3 separate regions of the Sus scrofa genome follow, and all the other regions are linked to region 2. A link is a contact called in public Hi-C and targeted proximity ligation data. All regions are on one chromosome and are shown on one strand. The core of a region is the stretch at or near the end of the contact, and the rest is flanking DNA. Distances in the headings are between cores, read along the strand shown.

Evidence for each region. Hi-C and Micro-C count contacts between places; a contact is called where the count stands out from the background.
Region 1: a targeted proximity ligation map of skeletal muscle shows a contact between it and region 2, with 2.8 times the contacts expected there. A contact is called at or near these places in 2 of 2 datasets of targeted methods (alveolar macrophages and skeletal muscle).
Region 3: a contact with region 2 is called in a Hi-C map of skeletal muscle, with 3 times the contacts expected there. A contact is called at or near these places in 13 of 47 Hi-C or Micro-C datasets (embryonic fibroblasts, epiblast stem cells, fetal heart ventricle and 9 more) and 2 of 2 datasets of targeted methods (alveolar macrophages and skeletal muscle).

The regions. Positions count from the first base shown.
Region 1 is chr4:107,730,440-107,733,263 of Sscrofa11.1, reverse strand. It overlaps RHOC (rho-related GTP-binding protein RhoC), which reads right to left and starts at 1,551. Exons shown (of 5, transcript XM_003125846.4): 1 at 1,410-1,551.
Region 2 is chr4:106,807,558-106,810,257 of Sscrofa11.1, reverse strand. PHTF1 (putative homeodomain transcription factor 1) reads right to left here and starts at 1,332. Exons shown (of 22, transcript XM_021090726.1): 1 at 353-1,332; 2 at 1-68. The coding sequence starts at 38. It overlaps LOC110260434 (a long non-coding RNA gene), which reads left to right and starts at 539. Exons shown (of 2, transcript XR_002343727.1): 1 at 539-1,064.
Region 3 is chr4:107,329,123-107,331,822 of Sscrofa11.1, reverse strand. All of the region lies in intron 1 of LOC110260343 (a long non-coding RNA gene), which reads left to right. Among named protein-coding and RNA genes, the nearest start is that of TRNAE-UUC, 150 kb to the right of the region's middle.

The sequences.
Region 1 (2,824 bases), core at 302-2,801, 920 kb before region 2:
CAAACAAGAAGGCATTCACCCTGCCAGCAGATCCCTTCCAAAAATGGAAACCATCCTTCAGAAAAGGGGGGAGTGTCCCTGGAAACTCTACCCAGGTGACCAAAACTCGCTTACCTGCTCCCACAAGTTCCATTGGTCCAGCGGTGGGAAAACAGGCTGGGGTGGCCCCAACCCGGGCAGGGCCCTGCTGATGGAGGGCTGGAGGGCATTCACCACTGGGGTGACTGCCAGTTGCTTAGGCATGAATGTGCCACTGCCCACCCCCAGCAGGACAGTTTAGGTGGCACCAGATGGTGGGGGGCAGAGGCCAGAACTCCGGGGCAAGAGCATGCATTAAATTACCTGGAGCCCCCAGCTCAATCATAAGACTTTCCCTTCAAGCTCAGTAGAGTAGTTGGCCCAGGCCACCAGGCCCAAGGCCAAGATGGCAAGGACAACAGCTCCCTGTGAGAGGCGGCCCCTGAAGAACTGCCCCACTGACCCTCAGAGAGGCAACCAAACCCCACACTGGACTGGAATGGAACCTGAACTCCTGGGGCCTTCCTTGGGACTAAACAGCTGCCCTCTCCTCCATCCTGTAGATTCCCAGATGAACCAGGGGCTGCAGTACCCTGCTGGCCACCCCTGAGGTCCAGGGAAGAAATCAGATACGTCCTCCTGAACGTGAAAACTAGAAGTGATGGCAGGACTCAGCCTTGGGGCCTCCAGCCCAAACCCCCAGGACACTCTCTAGCCGGGTTGGGAAGTGTGAAGGCGGGTGGGGGGGTTGGAAGGGAGGAGATTCTTGAACTCACACACACACGCACGAGCTGGATCCTTCCCAATCTCCCCTACCTCCCACTCCAGGCCGACTCCAGAAACCATCTAGGGCGACGGCCAGACCCCCGGAACAGTGGCCGCCCCCACGGTCACACCCAGCCCCTATTCCCGCCACTCCACCAGCCCGGCGAGGGGAATTCCCTCCTCCATCCGGACTCGGACCGGGACCCACACCCCAGCCCCGGTCCACAGCGGGCCGCCGGGCCTGGAAACTAGAGCGTCTGGCCTGGGGCTTCCTCGCAGAGACCCAAGTTGCCCCATTTCCCCTCGCCCGGCCGGGCAGGTTCCGGGAAGTCGGGAGGGGAAGGCAAGGGACTCCGGCTTGGACACCAAGAGACGACAGGCCCTGCGGGGCAATTCCCGGGGCGCCTCACGGCGGCCCAGGAGGGCAGGGAGGGGCCGAGCCCGGCCGACCCCCGCGCCGCCCAGGCGCCGCGTCCAAGGGGAGGGCAGGCGGCCCGTACTCGGGCCAAAGCCCCTCCTCCCCGGCCGGCGCCCCGAGCTCCGGCCAAGCGGAGAAGGGGGAAAGTGCTCTGCCGGGGACGAGTTCCCAGGACAACCCCGCCGCCCCCAGCCCTAACCCGAGGTACCTTCCGCTCCACCGCTCCCAGCTGCGCGGCCGGTGCCGGAGGCAGACTGACCCGAGGGGCACCGCCCCGCCCTCCTTCTTCGCCGCGGCGGGAGGGGCGACTCGCGGGAGGGGCGGGCCCGCAGGGGGAGGGGCGGGCCGGGCGGCCCTAGGCTCCGCCCGCCCCCCGCCCCCGCGGGTCGCTGAGCGCAGGCCGCGGGGGCCGGGGTGGGGGGGCGGTCCCGGGTGCCGGCCGGGGGCTCGGGAAAGAGGCCCAGGCTGTGGAGGCGTGGGCGGCGGGGCACAGCCGACGGGACCCTGAAGGACTCTGCCTCTGCCCCGCCTTCCAGCTCCTAGGGGAGAACCGGTATCGGGAAAGTTGAGAGGCGCTCGGGGTGGAGTCAGGAAAGGGCCGCTGCTGCCCTCCTGTGGCCAACTGGCCACCCGCGTCTACACCACCCGGGGCTTCGCGGGACTAGAAAGGAGTCTTTGGGGACGCCCGAGGAGAGGGCCGCGGAAGATGCCCACCCTCTGTTCCTAGAATCACTGCGGAGTAAGTACAGTCCACTATCATCCTCTAGCCTTGGAGACTTTTCAGAACCTTTGAGATTCAAGGCACCTGGTTCCACCTCCCAGTTCCCTTCGTTTCTCCCTGCCTGGAGTTTCCAACTCCTACCCATCCCTCAAAAGGCAGTCCTGGAAATCCTTCCGGATCCCCAGCTTTGAATTCAGTTCTCGCCCCCACTGTATTATTTCTGTGCTGTTAGGGACACCTAGCCGGGTTCGACTTGTGCACCGGGTGTTTACCAACAGGTGTATTTCCTTCCCTGAAAGGTGCCTGAGGAGGTGGGTGGAAGATGAGGAAGTCTACTCACATTTTATTAGCTTGGGATCGTACAATACATAGCTTTTAACATTCATCACAAATCTTCGGAATAAGTATATCCATCCCCTTTTGCCTGTAAGGAAACTGAGGCTCAAGGAAGTTAAGCGGCTTGCCCAAAATTTGCCATTTGTATGTGGCAGAGCAAGCACTTCCTGGTCAGCCCTGTCTGGCTCCAAGCTGGTCCCTCTCCCAGTTGCCTACTGTGATCCTCCAATCTATGCCTCTCCTGTCTGGCACAGTGTGTGGCACGTAAATAGGTTTTCAACAGATCTTTGCTGAATGAATCAATGAATGAATGAATGAATGTTAGAAGTCAAGCATACCTTAAAGATCTGAAAAGCAACTCATATATTTGCTAAATGAGGAAACTGAGGTCCAGAGCTGTGTGGTCCCCAGGCCTCTTAGCTGACTCAATAAATTGAGCTATGTGCTCAGTTGAGGTCGATTTCTGCCTTCAAAGAAGGTACAATCTAAATTCAGAATGCAGACAACTTAAAGATAGCTCATGGCTTTTGAACTCTTGTTACATGGACCTGGCTCCGCATACGTGA
Region 2 (2,700 bases), core at 83-2,582:
TGGTACCACGATATAGCATCTCTCTCATTTGAGGCCATCTGTGTCTCCAGCCAGAGAATGGGATTTCACTGAAAATGAAGGAACACCAGTCGGTGAGTGCAGTTGCTGAAAGGGACTCTCGCAGTTTGGGTAGAACTCAAAACCGCTTCTCTCAGCCTCTCCGGGTCTCGTTCTCCGGCTATTTGCCAGGAGAAACAAAAACATACCAAAAAAACCTCTGGCGCAGTGGCGACAGAAGCCTCTCTTGCGATATTTTGTGCGAGCGTTTGATGCAGGGAAGGGGGAGAGGAGGGGAGGTCGCTGGAGTTGACCTGCACCCCACCTCTTCCGCTCCCCAGAGTCCAGCTCTCACCTGGTGCCCCCTGCCCCGAAGTCCGGCGGCCGGGACCTTCTTCCTCAGTGGCCCCTGCCCGGCCGTGAGGCCGGGGGCAAGGGAGCGGGCCCGGCAGGCAGCATCTTCCCTCCCAGGCTGAGACGCCGGCGGGGCCGTTACCATGGAGACTGCCGAGGCCGCCCCAGCCTGAGAAGTAGCCGGCCGCCCAGCGCCCGGAGGAGGGCAGTCTGTTGCCAGAGAGCCGGCGCCCTGCTAGCCAGACCTATAGGGTCATCGGACTGACCCCAAAATAAGCAAAGAAGGAACTGGGAAAGGAGGGGGATAGAAAGTGAAAGGGGTCTTCGCCAGGTTGCTAGTCGCCACGGCAACGGCAAAAGGCTTTGTGCCCGACTGGAAAAGTCAAGTGCAGAGCCCCCAGGGCTCGGCTGGCAGCTGCTTGGGGGCGCGTCCTCGCTAGGCCGGGCCCGGCAGGGCCGTGACTCAGCCGGCCGAGACCTGGGCAACTGCAGCTCCGCAGACCACGGTGCAGCCGGGCCTCGGCTTCCGCTTTCCGGGTTTTGCTGAGAAGATGGCTCCGCCCCCGCCCGGGGCCTTCCAGCCGAGCCTCCGCAGGGCTCCTGAACGAGGAGCTAGGGAGATACACCGAGATCTCGGCCCAGAGCAGCTGCTCAAGATCACCGTTCAGGTCACTTGCTCGGAAATGACTTTCCCAGACATCGATCTAAAGGAGGTCGGTCCCGATATTCCAATAGTTCCCCGTTCATTTCTTTGCGACCCTCTTCTTTCCTTGTGATTTTATAGGGTTTTAGTGCTTCGTTATTTACTACCCGGTCGTCCTCAATGGGCTGTGGGCTCCATGAGGTGAGAGACGGGGGTCTGGCACGAGCCCGGCACATAGGTTCCCAATCTTTGCTGAATGAAAGAATGTTGTCAAGAATTTACGCCGTCCTGAGACGAAGGGCCTGGCGGGCTGTGGCTGATTCCCCGCCTCGCTCCTCCCTCCGCTGCTCTAGGACTTAAGCTTTCTAGGTGCTCAAGGGTAAAGGAAGAGGAGGCCGAGGCTTCCGGCAGCTCGGGGCCCTTTCCCCAAATACCGGAGCGGAGGGGAGCGGCAGGAAGAACTGTTTCTAGGTTAATTCAAGCAGGCTGATAGAGGCCAGGGAAAAGGGACGGTTGCGACCGCTAATGAATATTTAAGGGTACGTTAATAAGGTTTTAAGCTGCTTCCCTGCTTTTTTTCTTTTGGCCATTAATGGAACACTGACCCCTAACGGCCATTCTCACCTCAACTGAAGCAATGTCCTTGCTAGCCCAGCACGCAGCGTTTGAGTCAGTTGAAGCTGCGATGATGAGACCACTTCAGCAAGCCTTCTAAGGAGTGCAGTTCTAAATGATTTACATCATTATTTTTGATTATCTATCAAATCGATATAAAGGCGTAAGTTACCCCCGTTTTGAGGAAAGTCGACTAAGATAAAAATAACACCCATAGAACTAATTTATTTCACCCGGGCTTGATTTTTCATTTTAATGAATAGCACTACTCAGTTTTATTTATGTATTTATTTTTGGTCTTTTGGGGGCCGCACCCACAGCATATGAAGGTTCCCAGGCTAGGGGTCAAATCGGAGCTACAGCTGCCGGCCAACGCCAGAGCCACAGCAAGGCCAGGTCCGAGCGGCGTCTTACACCACAGCTCACAGCAACACCAGATCCTTAACCCACTGAACGAGGCCAGGCATCGAACCTGCAGCCTCTAGTTCCTAGCCAGACTCGTTTCCAATGCACCATGACGGGAACTCCAGGCTTGATTTCTATATTGCACACATTGGCAGTGGTTTTCTTTCTGCTTTTGTTCTGACAGGTTCTCCTTCCCTAGAGCTAAACATGACACTTCTGTTGGGTTTCCAAACAAACGGCTGCCTTAAAAAAAACAAAAAAAACAAAAACTGGAAAATGTCCATTTTTGCTTTAAGACGTAAATTACACTAAATAGGAAAATTTTACTTCATTGCTTAGCACACAAATAGGCTTTGAGGGGAGTTCCTAGAACAGAAACCAGGTAAGACACACTAGAGAAGAGTGGTAAACAGCAAATCTTATTTCAGGACCCCCTTTACAAATGTAGGGCTCTCACTGAACAAAGCATAGGCTTTGAACCCAGAACTGCATTCACATCCCTGCTCCCACTGACAAACTGTGTGACCTTATGCAATTTATTCAACATAACAAGCCTGTGTTCTTACTTGTATTGTTAATTTCCTACTCAAGGCTGTGAGGATTAAATGAGGTAATACTCTGATATAAAATGCCTGGCCCACAGCAGTTACTTAAAACTGTTTGCTTCCTTTTCCTTTCCTAATCCT
Region 3 (2,700 bases), core at 68-2,567, 520 kb before region 2:
AGGCTGTAATCTCCATGAGAACAAGGGACTAAATCTGCCTTTTTCCTCATAGTAGCTACACTGCGTAGAACAGTGCCTGACACAGAGTAGATGCTCAATAAACACCTACTGAAATCTTGAAAGATTATGGGCAAAAAGTAGTTGAGAAAAAACAATGCCACATCATACAGACTGAATTATTATTCTCCATTCTTTGCCCTTTCCCTGTTCTAGTTACTCTACATGCATAACCTTTGCCATTTGACTTGGCAATACCTGTTACCAGAACAGGTGAGGGATATTTCCTTGTCCCCTTGATGCTGGGCATGGCCATGTGATTTGATTTGGCCAATGAATTGTTAGTGGACATGAGGCCAGCAAAGCTGGGTTATGCTTGCGCAATTCACTTGGCCTCATGCCTTTCTCCATCTGCCTTGAGAGCCTGGGTAGCCTCTGGGTAGCCGCTGGTCTAAGAAAAATGAGGAGGTTTATGAGCCAGTCTGAACACCACCTGCAGCTGGAGCCAAACCCAGGGGTCTTGGGAGAGCCACAGCAGATCCACAGACCTGAGAGGGAGAAAAATGAATGTATAAATGACTTTGGGAATTCCCTGACAGCCCAGCAGGTTAAGGATCCAAAATGCTCACTGTTGTGGCACAGGATTCAATCCCTGACCTGGGAACATCTCCATGTTGCGGGCATGGCCAAAAGCAAAAACAAAAACAAAAAACACTAAATAAATAAACAAATGACTTTGGAGTCCAAAGACCTAATTTGAATTTGAGCTGATTAATTTTATTATCCTGTACTTAATATCTCCGTGTCTCTTTCCATGTCCATTAAGTGAGGATAGCACCTACCTTGTGTAGCGTCGGCAGAGAACACATTTAGCTGCAGAGCCTCACAGCAGGGCTTGGTAGATTGTCAGCCGCCCAAGAAGCATCCACGCTTCCCCTCTCACACAGTCCCAATTTTCACGACGGTTTCACACACATACCACCCCCCCGCCCCATGCTTCCCGGGACTCTGAGTTCCCCCTGAACTTTGGAGCTGATTGGTGGAGGAGTCTTGATTGATGTAGGGCAATCCCAACCCTCTGGCCCATATTACTGGCTCACGAACCAGGTGTGTGCCAGTAGAAAAGGGCACGGGTCCAGCCCTGGCCATGTGCTCAGGCACAGGCGGGTGGATCAGTCAGGCTCTTAGCTGCAGTAACAGAAGCTGACTCTGGGTGATTCAGCACTTTAAAAGTTTACTGAAAGGACAATGGGTGGCTCAGAAGATCCTAGGGAGAGCTGGAGAGCCAGGCTCCAGGCCAAGCTGGCCCACACCACTCCCCCGTTCAAAGCTGCGAGAGAAAGGCTGACAGCACCAAGCTCTGGAACCGGGCGCTGCAGGCTCTACCCCAGCTGCTTCTGTGCCAGGAACAGAAATTTACTGTGACCACTGATGCCTGTGCTGTAGGAGCGGGACGGAAGAGGGGAGAGGGCGGCGGCTGATGCTCTGCGCTTCTTGCATCACCAACTGGAGTAAAAGTCCCGTGTCTGCATCAGGAGAGCAGACTCTGGCTTCTACCTTGGGGAGGTGGGACTTAGAATTTTCAACGTGTCCTAACAAAGGATGAGTGTTCGAAAGAGCCAGTGTGATGACAAGTATGAGAGATGTTTGCTCCAGTTTGAGAACATGAGGTGCAACAGCACTGTTTGCTGGGACTTCTTAGGAAGAATCTTCCTCGTTTAGAAAACGGACACAAGAAGAGGCTCTCATTTCCTGTGGACACTGCGATGTGCTGGTGTGGAGCTTGGAGCACAATAAATCATTTGGGCACGTGGGAAACCAGCCTGAACATGAAGCCAATACACAGAGGAGGGAAGGAACAGGAGAGGAGCAGAGAGAGCCCAGGGCCACTGTCCTTGGCTGATTCAGAGGAAGGCATCCAGCCTCTGCATGTCCAGTTACATGAGCAAGTGTGGCCTGGGTTTTCTGTTGCTTACAGCCAAATGCATCCTAAACTGATGCAGTAGTGATGACACATAAAAACTACTAGAGGGAGTTCCTGTTGTCAGTCAGTGGTAATGAACCTGGCTAGTATCCAGGAGGATGTGGGTTTGATCCTTGGCCTCGCTCAGTGGGTTAAGAATCTGGTATTGCCGTGAGCTGCAGTGTAGGCTGCAGACATGGCTCGGATCTGGTGTTGCTGTAGCTGCGGCATAGGCGGGCAGCTGCAGCTCCGATTTGACCCCTAGCCTGGGAACCTCCATATGCCGCAGGTGTGGCCCTAAAAAGACAAAACAAACAAACAAACAAATAAAAACTACTAGAGGCAACAAAAGCCAAGGAAATCGGTGAAGACCTGGGTTCTAGCCCCATTCCTGCCTTGTGCCTCTTAGCCAAACCATTTCATCTCTGCCCCGCAGTTGTGCCTCGTTCCAGAGCTGTTGCAGAGGGCAGTCAAGGATGGGGGATCCCTGGGTAGCCTAGTCCAAGTGGAAAGGATTCTTATTCTTCCCGGCAGGCTCCGGTAATCAAATGAGACAGGGGCAAAACCACGGTAATAAATGAACAAACAAACAGCTGTTTTCTCAAAGGCTTTAACATTCCAGGTTCCCATTTGGCTCAAGTTTTCGTGTATCCTCTATACTTGGCAGCTGGGTGGGAGGTAGTGGGAGGGAGGAAAGAGAAGGAAACGCTTTGAAGTAGAATTAGGTCAAAGCTGATCAC